Linked DNA regions of Anas platyrhynchos: region 2 is linked to region 1. Evidence: chromatin contacts called from public Hi-C data. All regions are on one chromosome and are shown on one strand. The core of a region is the stretch at or near the end of the contact, and the rest is flanking DNA. Distances in the headings are between cores, read along the strand shown. Region 1 holds the start of AMBP (alpha-1-microglobulin/bikunin precursor). Region 2 overlaps EXD3 (exonuclease 3'-5' domain containing 3).

What was found. Hi-C and Micro-C count contacts between places; a contact is called where the count stands out from the background.
Region 2: a Hi-C map of subcutaneous adipose tissue shows a contact between it and region 1, with 4 times the contacts expected there. The contact joins the enhancer-like site here to the promoter of AMBP in region 1. A contact is called at or near these places in 3 of 8 Hi-C or Micro-C datasets (F1 follicle, skeletal muscle and subcutaneous adipose tissue).

Annotation. Positions count from the first base shown.
Region 1 is chr18:3,233,716-3,239,865 of IASCAAS_PekinDuck_T2T, reverse strand. It overlaps AMBP (alpha-1-microglobulin/bikunin precursor), which reads left to right and starts at 4,662. Exons shown (of 10, transcript XM_005014781.6): 1 at 4,662-4,859; 2 at 5,760-5,902; 3 at 6,043-6,119. The coding sequence starts at 4,752.
Region 2 is chr18:3,546,871-3,552,774 of IASCAAS_PekinDuck_T2T, reverse strand. EXD3 (exonuclease 3'-5' domain containing 3) reads left to right here. Exons shown (of 23, transcript XM_072025484.1): 2 at 4,912-4,978. Among named protein-coding and RNA genes, the nearest start is that of NOXA1, 6.5 kb to the left of the region's middle. Within about 2 kb of position 4,269, at least 5 of the 8 cell types and tissues checked have an H3K27ac peak or open chromatin away from gene starts, as enhancers often do. A contact at or near this core is called in F1 follicle and subcutaneous adipose tissue, where this site is marked.

The DNA of each region.
Region 1 (6,150 bases), core at 3,413-5,912:
AGAGATCTTCCTCAGGCCACAGCCTGGGTAGAGGTAGACAGGAACACAACCATGTCTGGGAGACAAAAAGGCACCTGGGAGACAAACCAGGCCCAGGGTGTTGAGAGCATATGGACAAGGGCACGAAGCAGAAATGCAGGCTGATGACCCCTGACACTGCCAGAGACTGACCTGGGAGCCAGGGCAGAACTGCAAATGCTTTCATAGTGGTGCTGGAAGCATAAGAGGAAACAAAGAACTTGACATCACTCAGCAGCATCCTGCAATAGGCCAAGAGAGACCTGGTAGAAGGAGGCTAACCAACAAGTGGTGTCCTGACTGCCAGCTTCATAGGAGTGACAGAGGAGGGGTACAGATGGGAGGTGGTTTATGTAGTGTGAAGCTACTCAAAATATAGCAGGGAAAGAGTGCATAAAGGAATCCTTATAGGTGAAAATCCCAGACTAAAAAAAAAATAATGTAAAATTCAGATTGAACATGATGAGAATGGTAAGATATCTAGAAATACGAAGTGATTCCAGAGAACATGCAAGGTGGGATGTTTACGGTGGGACATCACTCCCCCCATGTACAGAATGGCTTCATAAGACAAGATGTAGAGATACAGTTTGTGGATGCAGCAAATGAAGCCCCTTGAACCTATAACCCACAAGAAAAGATGCTGTTCTGGGCTGGATCTTGATTGTTTGGGACCTGGCTGAAGAGATGCTGGGGGAACTGCACCATACTGAAAAACACAGCGCTACCAGGTTTAACAGTGCGGTGAGATAGAGGTATACCCCATAAGAAGTTCAGGAAAAGGAACTATGTAGAATTCAGGAATACTACCCAATATCCCATCCCCAAATCTCAAGGTCCTAGAGATAGATGGAGGGTATTACACATGCCTGAGAAGCTTGGGTAAAATGTGCCACAATTCAGAAGGAAAATGAAGGACTAATCCCCTTCCCGGTTCTGTGAGAGTTAAATGGTGGTGCTACAGAAAATGCCGATGTTTCAGAAACAGAAATCTTGCCTAGGAGAGGGAAAGACCACAAAATGTGGCACATCAGCTGAAATCAAAAGACTAAAAATCTAAAAATGAATGTGCAAGAAAAGATGTTATGGCTGAAGAATATCCCTTAATCCATTAAGAGCAGAAAAACAGCTAGGGTCTGGGGAGATGCCCAGGATGTAAGGAGACCTTTGGAGTGGTAAGGCCACAAGGAGAAGCAGCCCGGTGTTTTTCTTTCTTGGACAAAGGTGGTGAGGAGATTTCCAGGCCTGGCACACTTACTGCAGCCGTTGCTCAGAGGACAATTGCCAGAACAATTTGAAGTAAACACAGAGGAAGGCCCAGACTGGTGGGATGAACTGTCATCCCAGACAGATGGCTCATGCCCAGGAGGAACACAAATGTTAAACCATGGAGGTGCTGGCTATAGCATGATACCTTGTCTTACAGCCAGGCAGCAGGCTGGTGGATGGTGAAACATTTACCTCTGTAAAGAGGATGCTGAGAGCTAAAAACTGTAGACTCTTTTTGCTCTATTACTAGTTAGAAAGCAGAATCTATGCAGAAGGTAGGTCTATGCTGAGCATGTGGTCCCTTTCTGCAAGGGGAACATGTGTTCCTCCTTGTCCCAGAGAGGATCCAGAAGGCATCATCAGACTGGATTTTCAGAAAAATTCTGATGGTGCACCACACCAGAGATTATTAAAGAAACAAACTTCCTGTGGGAGCAGAATGGCTGTTCTGTGAACTCAAAGGTGGTTGAAGAATCAGAAGCAACACGTAGGGCTGAACAGCCGCTCCTCAGGATGGAGGACACTGAGTCCCCCAGGGGGCAGCTCTAGGGCTGGTTTTATATCTGACATCTTCATCCATCCCCTGGATAAGGGAGTGAACAGGATAACCTTCAAGTTCACAGACGATACTGGGGACTTCTGGATAGCAAAATACTGTTCGTGGCAAAGAGTTTCAAAAAGACCTCACAAAAACAAGGACGAAGAGGTAGGAGGTAAGTTTTGGTGTAGAGAAATGAAGGTGATGCTTCAAGGGAGAAGTGATCAGAGCAAGGCATTGGCATGGAGCTCAGGACAGGTGGCTAGACTCAGAAGCAGAGCTGGGAGCCATCACTGACCTGGTAATCATCACTGACCTGGTAATCATCACTGACTGCTGTGTAATCAGCAAAGTCTTGGGAACAAGATGGCAAGTGTTTTGACACTGTAGAAAATCTTGGAAAGACTTACCTTGGGTGCTGTGTGCTTGAGCTCCTGTTTCCACAGCTGAACAAGGAAATGAGTAGTCAGCTTTCTCTGGACCTGCTTTGTAACAACTGATGAGATGTATTGCCTGTTGTATGATAGGGGACTGGAAAAGCTGAGACCTCCTGCCTTGAGAGAGGAGAGCCAAGAGCAGATATGACTGAGGCCTGCAAAATCATGAGGGTGGTGGACAAGCTGAGCATGAAACTGTAACACTCCAGCAGTCCTTGGAGTAAGGAGTGCTGGCGGGAGATAGGTTGAAAATAAAAAAGAAAAAACTTCATTATATAGCAGGTTTTGAACTTCCAGGGCTTGTTGCCACAGGGAGTAGGGGAGCCAGATAACACTGGCAGGTTCAGAAAGGGACTGGATGAGCTCAGTGAACAACTGGTTTGCAAAGGGACAGTGGAAGGATGAGGCAGGGATGCCCCCTCTAATGGTTTGAGGGGGCATCTCCATCATGGTAGATGCTGGAGAGCAGGAGGGAAGTGGAGTCAGGCTCTTAGTGTCTCATTTTTCCAGTGATGAACACTGAATCTTGGTGGCCTTTACCCTGCAGAGACTGTCTGATGTTCCACAAACCCCCAGACAGCCACAGGAGAGTTGGGACACCTGCAGTGGCTGCAGGAGAGGGGCCTGAAACTGAGTGGGTATAAAAGGGAGGTTTGAGTCAGAGCAGTGAGGTTGGGGGGTTGTTCCGCAGGAATTTCATGGCAGTTTCTCCCTGCGTTTGGTTTCTGTCCAAACTGGTCTGAAACCAACATGCTGGCCGCCCTTCCTTGCCAGCTGGCAGCAGCCCATACCCCACGGATCCCGCAGGGTCCCTGTGGCCCCGAGCCCTGCCGGAGGGCCCCGTGGGCACCTCCTGCCCCCAGTGCTGGAGCCGCGGCTGCCCCAGGGCAGCCTGCTGGTGCCAGCATGGGGCCCCTGATGCCGGGTCCGTGCACCCCTGGGCCTGGAGAGCTGTGCCCTGCCGAGGCTGCCACCGCAGCCCTGCACTCGGCAGCATGTGGGGCTTCTCCATCCCCCTCCATTCAGTAGTCCTGGTGCAAACATGGCCACAGCCCTGGGGAAAGGGACAGGGACAGGGACAGGGACAGGGACAGGGACAGGGACAGGGACAGGGACAGGGACAGGGACAGGGAGCATATTTTTGGAGGAGAGCATGGGGCTGGCGAGCTGCACTGCATCCCCAGCCTTTCCGGGCACAGGGCTGGTGATGTGCAGGAGCTGGGTTTCGCAGCCGGTTGTGCTGCTCCCCACCTTTCGCAGCCGCGCGGTACCCGCGGGGCCTGGCCGCGCCCCGGGCCCGCAGCGTGACGGGACGCGGGCGGTGCCGGCCGTGCCCGCGGCGGGGCAGAGCGGCGAGCACGGAGCCTGCCCGCGGCCACGCGCTGCGGCCCTGCCTCGCCCGCGCCTCCCGGCCCCGCTCCTGGCTTCGCGAGGCCGCCCCGGGGCCCGGCGGCGCCGCGGCTTTTCCTGGCCGCCGGCTGCCACCTAGCGGCGGCAGTGCCGGGGGCAGCGGGGCACGGACGGGCTCCCCTAGAGGGACGCGCGACGAGGCGGGCTCGGTCCGGCCACCGCACGGCCAGGGCTCGGCCTGCTCCCGAGGGCGGCCCGGAGGGGGCCGGGGGGTTCGGCCGGGCGGAGCTGCCCGCCCGGTGCTGCCACCTTCTGGGCCCGACGAGCGCTGCCCTGGGGACGGCAGGAGGAGGGGGTGAAAGTCTGGCCGGCTGCTGCAAGCGTGCCTGCAGCTCTCGGCCTTCTCTGCAAATATTGAGATACCGGCCGGCTGCAAGAGGGGCTCCTGCCCTTTGCTCTGTTTGCCATTTCCTCCGGCTGTTTGGTTTCAGTTAATCATCCTGAGAAGGCAAACAGTCGTGGGGACAGACGCTGGGCCCGTGCCACCCATGCGTGCCGGGCCCCAGGCCCCTCAGCGCAGGGTGGGTGCCACCCCGCCCGCCCCAGGCCTTGGCCACCCGCTTGGGACCCCCAGGGAGAGTCTCAGCCCTGCTGCCAGGAGGGGATCTGGCTGCTGGGCTCCGCTCCCTGTGGGCACTGCTGAGGAGCGAGGAGCTCGTGATGCGTGCTGGGGACCTCTTGGTCCTCTCTCTGCAGGGTCAGGTTAGTCCAGCACTGCGGGCACCATCCGGGCTCCTTATAGGATCCCAGGGCAGGAATACAAATCATAACATAGAATAAGACAGGTCCTGGTCTGTGCGTGGGCCAAGAGGTGGTGTAGGAACAGGTGAGGTGAGGAGCTCTCATGGATGTTTGGCTCTGTGCTGCTTGGGCCATGGTGAGCTCAGGCCACATGGCCAGGTCTGCAGGGCCAGGAGCTGCCCCCACGTCTACCTGCCCGGCCCCCGCCAGGCTGGCTGCCCCGCTGGCCCTGTTCTCTGAGGTCTGAAGGTCACGCGGCTGCGCAGTGAGGACAGTGCAGAAACACGGATCCCTCCAGCGCGGTGGCACTTAGCGGCACTCTGAAGCCACCAGACACAATGTTTTGGGGTCTCCTTTCTCTCCTCCTCTTCGCCATGGCCAGCGGAACCCCCATTGGGGACCAGGATGAAGACATCCAAGTGCAGGAGAATTTTGAAGCTGAGCGGGTAACAGCGGCTTGCGGTCCCTGGATATTGGGGGTAGTAGGGATGGGAGAAAGCTATTTCATTTTTCTCTAGCAAGAAGGGTGACATTTCCCATAATGGGTTGTGCAGGGCTGGTGCTGGCAGCGCAGATCTCCCTGGGTGCTGGTCTGGGGGGGATTCAGCCCTTGGGATGGCCTCACCCCAGCAAACACACAGGCAGGGCAGATGAATCCCAGTCTGTTCATCTGTCCAGACTAAGGTGCCTTGCTGTGGCAGGGCACACCAGAAGCCCCAGAATGTGTGTGGGATGCAGCCTGCCCCCTCCAGCCCCCCCCCCCCCCCAGGTCTCCTGCAGGCACCTCTGTCCCCTGCCCAGCTCTGCATACCCAACATGCACATGGGTCTAGGCTCCGCTGGGTACCAGCCGCCCTTCCTGGTGAACAGGAGACACACAGACACTGCCCGGGGCACGGGGACCCCACTCTGTTCCCAGGGACTGCCTGTCCCCCATGTAAAAGTGACAGAAATGGAGGGAAGAAGGGGCCAGTATCCTGCCCAGTGGTAAGCACACATGGGCAACAGGAGTCCAGCTCTGACCCTCACTTCCCCAGCAGTTCAGCATGAAACTGCTGTAAAGCTGGGACATCTGGGCTGCCACCTCTTCTGACAGACAGCCCTCGAATGCTGTCAGAGATCCAAGCATAGAAGCCTGGGAAGCTGTGGAAGATGGGTGACCACTGAGTTGGAAATCCTGCTGAGTGCTGGTCACTTTCCTATGGCAGCTCTGGCCCCAGCACCTTTCACCATAGCTCACCAGTTGGCTTCTTGGTTGTGAATATTTCAGCTTTGCAGAAAGCCATGGGATATCCTACCTTGGTGGAGGAGGTGTGTGGCAGATATGTCCTTTTCTTTTCCCCACAGATGTATGGGAAATGGTACGATGTAGCCATTGGCACCACCTGCAAGTGGATGAAGAACTACAAGGAGAAGTTCAACATGGGCACGCTGGTGCTGGGCCCTGGCCCCAGTGCCGACCAGATCAGCACAATCAGCACCAGGTTGCGGTACGAGCAGTGCTGTGGGTGCTCAGGGATTTCAGGGATCCTGTGCCATGGGCAATCTGGTTGCTCCAGGCACAGTTTTCACAAGATAAATAGGAAAAGAGATGACCTGAAGCTGTTTATTCTTTTACTCCTTCATCCAGGCAAGGTGACTGCACTCACATCTCAGGAGAGTACCAGAAGACCAGCACCCCTGGCAAATACACCTACTATAATCCTAGTAAGTTGGGCTCACTGCTGGCCTGCTGAGC
Region 2 (5,904 bases), core at 3,020-5,519, 310 kb before region 1:
TACAAGTAATCATAACACACAGAAAATAGTTGGTGTTTACAGTTTATCAGTTAGAACAAACTTCTCAGCTTTGTCAAGGGAGCTGAATATGCTGCTCATATGAAACTGCATCAGAGCAGAAAACAAAAGTAACTTATGTTGTGAGGAAAAGGAGAAGTGGGTATTCTCTGTCTGCTGAGTATATACCCAGCAGCGCTCAGAGCTTAATGCAGAGAGGTAGGTCAGTTCACAGTTATTAAGAGGAGCTGGTCCGTTCATCTAGGCTCTTTGGCAACCAAAGCAGTTGTTCCTGTGTAAAGTAATTTTGCCCAAACTTGCCCTGAATACTTGAAATACGTGAAGTGATGGAACCTGAGAAGAGCAGGGATGAGGGGACACAGGCTGCCCCTGGGCTAACTAAGAAACAGCAAGCGTTCTTTCCCTGAACCAAGTTTTAATAATTCAATTCAAAGGCAATTACTGAGCTTGAGCAGTATGCCAGTGGCTTAAAAAAATAATTCTTACTTTTTTTGTAGCTGCCTCCAGGTGCTTGATGCTATGCAGTCAAATAAAGACAGCCTACAGAGGGAGCTCCCTGTTGTAATTGTGTGCATTGGAGAAAGGGGTGACCATAATTAACTGAAAAGCATATCAGAGGAATAGAATTGCATTAACAGAAATGAGATATGCTAACTGCTGAGCATCTTTCTGCTTCCCATTTTCAACTTTTAATTGAATTAATTTTTAGTAAATTAATACAGTGTGGGAAGAACTGTGGTAGACATCAGTGATTTAAAAAGCCTGAAAAATTCGTCCAAGAGGTAATGAAAGAGGGGAGCATGTATGCATGGGATAAGGGAAGGTTGAAGAGAAACTCCAGTTATACATATATCAGAAGAGAAGTCTGGAAAGCTCTTTTCCAAGAGGATGAAAGTCTTGTTTCTTTTCATAGAGTCATAAAATATCCCGAGTTGGAAGGGACCCATAAGGATCATCAAGTCCAGCTCCTGGCACCACACAGGTCTACCCAAAAGTTTAGACCATGTGACTAAGTGCACAGTCCAAATGCTTCTTAAATTCCAACAGGCTTGGTGCAGGGACTACCTCCCTGGGGAGCCCGTTCCAGTGTGCGACCACCCTGTCTGTGAAGAACCTCTTCCTGATGTCAAGCGTAGACTTCCCTGCCTCAGCTTGACACCATTGCTGTGGGTCCTGTCACTGGTGATTAAGGAGAGCAGGTCGGCACCTGCCCCTCCACTCCCCCTCACGAGGAAGTTGTAGACCTCGATGAGGTCCCCCCTCAGCCTCCTCTTCTCCAGGCTGAACAGGCCCAGTGACCTCAGCCGCTCCTCATACGTCTTCCCCTCTAGTCCGTTCACATCTTCGTCACCCTCCTCTGGACACTCTCCAAAAGTTTTACATCCTTTTTTTGCTGTGGTGCCCAGAACTGCATGCAGTACTTGAGGGACCCCACTAGTGACCATCCACCAGCCTGATGTGGCTCCATTTACCACAACCCTTTGAGCCCTACCTGTCAGCCAATTGCTCACCCATTGTATGATGTTTTTGTTAAGTTGTATGCTGGGTCCCAAAGCCCATCATCAGTGTTGAAGATGGAGGCAAAGAAGGCTCTTAAAAAGAGCCTTCTCTTAAGAAGAGATTTCTCTTAAGAAGAGAAGAGAAGCTCTTCTCTTAAGAAGAGATTGGACTGTGCACTTAGTCACATGGTCTGAACTTTTGGGTAGACCTGTGCGGTGTCAAGAGTTGGACTTGATGATCCTTAAGGGTCCCTTCCAACTCAGGATATTCTATGATTCTATGATTCTTTGAAGGCATTAAATGTCTCTGCTTTCCTATCCTTGTCTGTGAGGTGACCTTCCCCATCAAGTAGTGGACCTATGTTTTCTTTGGTCCTCCTTTTTCTATTTACATATTTAAAAAAAAACTTTTTATTGTCTCCCACAGACTTGGCCAGCTTCAATTGTAGTTGGGCTTTGGCCACACAAATTTTCTTTCTACAAACGCGAACAGTATCCCTGTTTTCCTTCTACATTGCCTGACCCTCCTTCCAGCAGCCGTACACTTTTCTTTTTTCACCTAAGCTCCAGTAGAAGATCCCTGGTCAGCCAGGCTGGCCTTCTGCCCTGCCTGTCTGACCTCTGATATTTTGGAATTGCCTGATCTTGTGCTTTTAGGAGGCAGTGCTTAAAGATTGACCAGCACTGATGGACGCCAACACCTCGTCAGCCTCCCTCGTGAGGGCTGCTGGGTCCTGGTGGCTCCCTTGGCTGCTTCGAGTGGTCTCGATGCCAAAAAAAAGCCCTACTCACCTCGATCCCCTGCTCCGCTGCAGAATGCATCTGCCCTGGAGCCGATCGCCTCGGCGATACATTAAATCACAGTGGTTTTTTCCTTATATAGAAATTTGTTTGAGAATAGCAACTGCCTCAACCCTCAAACAGGTCGATGGTGATTCCACATGCAGGTTTAGTGATGCAACACCACTAAATGGCATTAACTTGGGCCTGAAAGGTGGGAGTGTTGTCCAAATGCTTGGGATCAGGAGTAGTGTGCTCTTTCCGAGCTGTGTGAATTCCCTGCTAGATGAATTAAGGCAAAGAATGCCTTACAGTCTGCAGATAATAAACAAAAATAACCCCTACTCATGTAACTAATAGCTTATTTTGTCTCAACTTTGCCACTCACTTGGGATGACACTTTGGACATAGTCCTTGGTTTTTGCTCAAAGTAGCATTAGACCTGTTTGAGGGTTGAGGCTGTTGCTATTCTCAAACAAATTTCTATATAAGAAAAAAAAAACACAACACCGTGATTTTATGTATTTATTTATTACAATAATAAATTACGCCTTTTTGCATTGTGTTCTGCAATAAAAATGTGTAGAGCAATTTGTTTTGGAATCTGATCATACCAGAAGCAACTAAAAATCCTTCAACTTCTGCCCTTTTACTACCTGTAAAACATGAGAATCCTGTTCCTTGTCTGTCTGGCACTAAACTTGCGTGTTACCTATACTTCAAGTTGCAACACTGGATCTGGAAGAAGAAAGTTGCTAATGAAGAAAATATAAATAATGAAAGAAACAAGCAAAAGAAAGTTCTAATTTACAATTGTATAAACATTTAGACAGCAACAGCACTAGAAACTGTTTCGAAACTAAGGTATAAGGCATGGTTAAAGTTGGTGTCTCGAGACAGTTGCTAGTGTTGATAACTACCAAAAAAAAAATAGTGTCAGTGTCTCATTTTTATGTGGTAGTATAGAAACCAGGTTCCCTATTCAGTGCTCCAGTCCTAACCCATTACTGAGTGTGTTCATGACAGCAGCTTATTTCAGCTCATGGAAGCAGATTTATACCAGTGTAGGTGAGATCTGGCTGTTGTGCATTTAGCAAGGGCCTGCTGCTAAGCTGAGCAAGGTGGTTCTTGTTACCTTAACAAGCTAGAGCAGCAGAGGCTATGTGCAGCTCTCCAGGTATTGCATGCATTGTAACGTGTTCATTCTCTCTTAGCTACCTCTCCAACTGTGCCAAAGATATGGTCAGACTTTGTGTTAAGTGTAAATGTGTGGCTGCTGTCATTTTAGACTTCTTCCCTAATTAAAATAATGTTCCTGTTTTATGTTTAGCTGCATCCATACAATCCATGGATTTACTCTTGGCTGTTGTTGCTCTTACCTCCAGAAGGCAAAAGGCTTTACAAGAAGTTGCCCCTGTAGCTCTGCACGCAGCTGTGCAGCTTGGGTACTCATTATGTCTTTCAATAACCTTTACTATTTTAAACTTTTGCTGGGTGTGAATTGCCTAGTCTCAGTTTTAGCTAATAATTGTATTCATTATCATACTTTCAAAAACAAAAACACACACACACACACAAAAGCACGATGTGATATCTCTCTTAGCAGTAATTATAGCTCAGATTGCAAAATGTTTTAATTTTCAGTTTCAGTTTTTTCTTGTGCTTATCTTTTTCATTCTGCACTGAAACTTTCTGCTATGTGGTTCTAAAGGCACTCTGTGATCATGTCTGATTTTCATGGAAATTCATTGAGCCTTGTTTGGGTTACATGTTCATAAAAAAAAAAAAATCCCTTTTTCTAAACATCCAGGACACTATCCACCACTGATCTTTTTAATGTCAAACTCTGCCTGAACCTCCTCAAGGAATAAACTGTTAAGTCAGGAAAAAAGTTGGCTGGGACATAACAGTGCTGTGAGGAATGTCTGAAAATGTGGGAGAGAGCACAGGAGGAACTGTGCCCTGCTTGGGGAGTGCTTGCATATCACACTGGGCCACGTGGGCTTCTTAGGTTACACAAATCTCTGTAAATTTTGGGGAAGTATTCCCCAGGGACTGAAGTATCCCACTGTTACAAACTAAAGGGAAATCAGTTTGGCTTTTTGAGATGAGGAGTGCAGTCTTGCTTTACAGAGCAAATGGCTGCTGTTTCAGACTGTGCTAAGCTCTTTTTAGCAGCCACATTTTAAAGCTTTGTTGTGTGATTTTATTTTTTTTTTGTTGTTTTGTAAGCTATTGTTGCCAGTGGGTGATCCAGATAAATGGGAGGGGAGATCTAATTGTGTTAAAGTGGACACTGAGCCTGGATTGGGACAGTGGGTCTCAAGGTAACATTTGATAACATCTGTGTGGTCTTTCTAGTCCCTTGTGGTTCTTAGCCACATGATCTCAATGTTACAGTAAAGATGTTTAGCAAGAAGTAAAAACATTGGCAAGTATCTAAGGCCCTATTTCAAGAAAACACTTACTGTTTGCTTGAATCCCGGTCTTTGCAAGGTAACACTTAACTGGGTGTGGAAGTGCTCGCTTAGATACAATTGCTTCAGTGGAGCACAGGTGTTGTGTGTACAAAAAGCTCAGTGTGCTAACAGCAGACCTGTTTGTTTCCTTGCAGGGCTGCACAGCACTGGCATCCCAGACGTCACCCAGCAGATAGCAGGGTCAGGTCACTGGCCGTCGGGGTGAGTTTGCCAAGTCTCCAGACCTGAATCTGTTCAAAGGCTTTTGATGATACGGGGGCAAACCACATATTTGGCAATACAATGTAAGGAGCTCATACCCCTTGCTAGCCCCTGTCTTATCCAGGCTTAGAAGATGATCAGTTTTAATGTTTACTACTTTGTGCATCTCTTCCTCCTTATGCATGGGTGTTTGGGGGACGGCTGAGTGTGGTGTGCCTTGCTGTGGAATGGGCTGGGAGGGAGAGGGAGGTGATTGCTAAGGCTGCTGTGACTGCACTGCCCCCACACCTAGAAGCTGTGCCCTCTGCGGATAGTTAGGGGCAGACCTGTGAGTGGTACAGTCCCGTTCTAACAAGTTGACAGTGAGATTATTAAGGTTAATTTCTGTTCAGTGAATGGTGTCAGCTTTTCTGTGTGAAGTTTGCTTCTGCAAGTATTACAAGCAGCTTTTGTTCACAGGATGTTTTGCTAATGCATGTGTTCGTGTAGGTAGGTGACAGTGAACTTGACAGTAAACAAAACAACAGTTGTACAAACTTGTAGCAGGTTTTGTTTCATCATTGTAGTTTGTTCAACCACCATTAAATGAAGACCTCCTTTCAAATAAGCAATATTTTTATAGTACTGCAATGTAATAGGGAATAGTTTTATGAGGATTCAATTTTGATTTGTGAACTTCATTCATGATATTCAGCTATTTTTGTAAAGATTGAGCAGTTCCTTAGAGATAAAGCAGATTGTGTGGAACTCAGTTTATATTTAAATTGTAGTCTTACAACTGGGGTGTCATCTAATTCAGTATCCTTTCTTTAGTCAGAAAGAGAGAACTCTGAATTTTTCGATCTTTCTCTTTAGTTCTGCTGTCCACTGATGTATTTACCTCAATGAGGGCTTGCACAATATAAAATGTCTGTACAGCAGCAGTC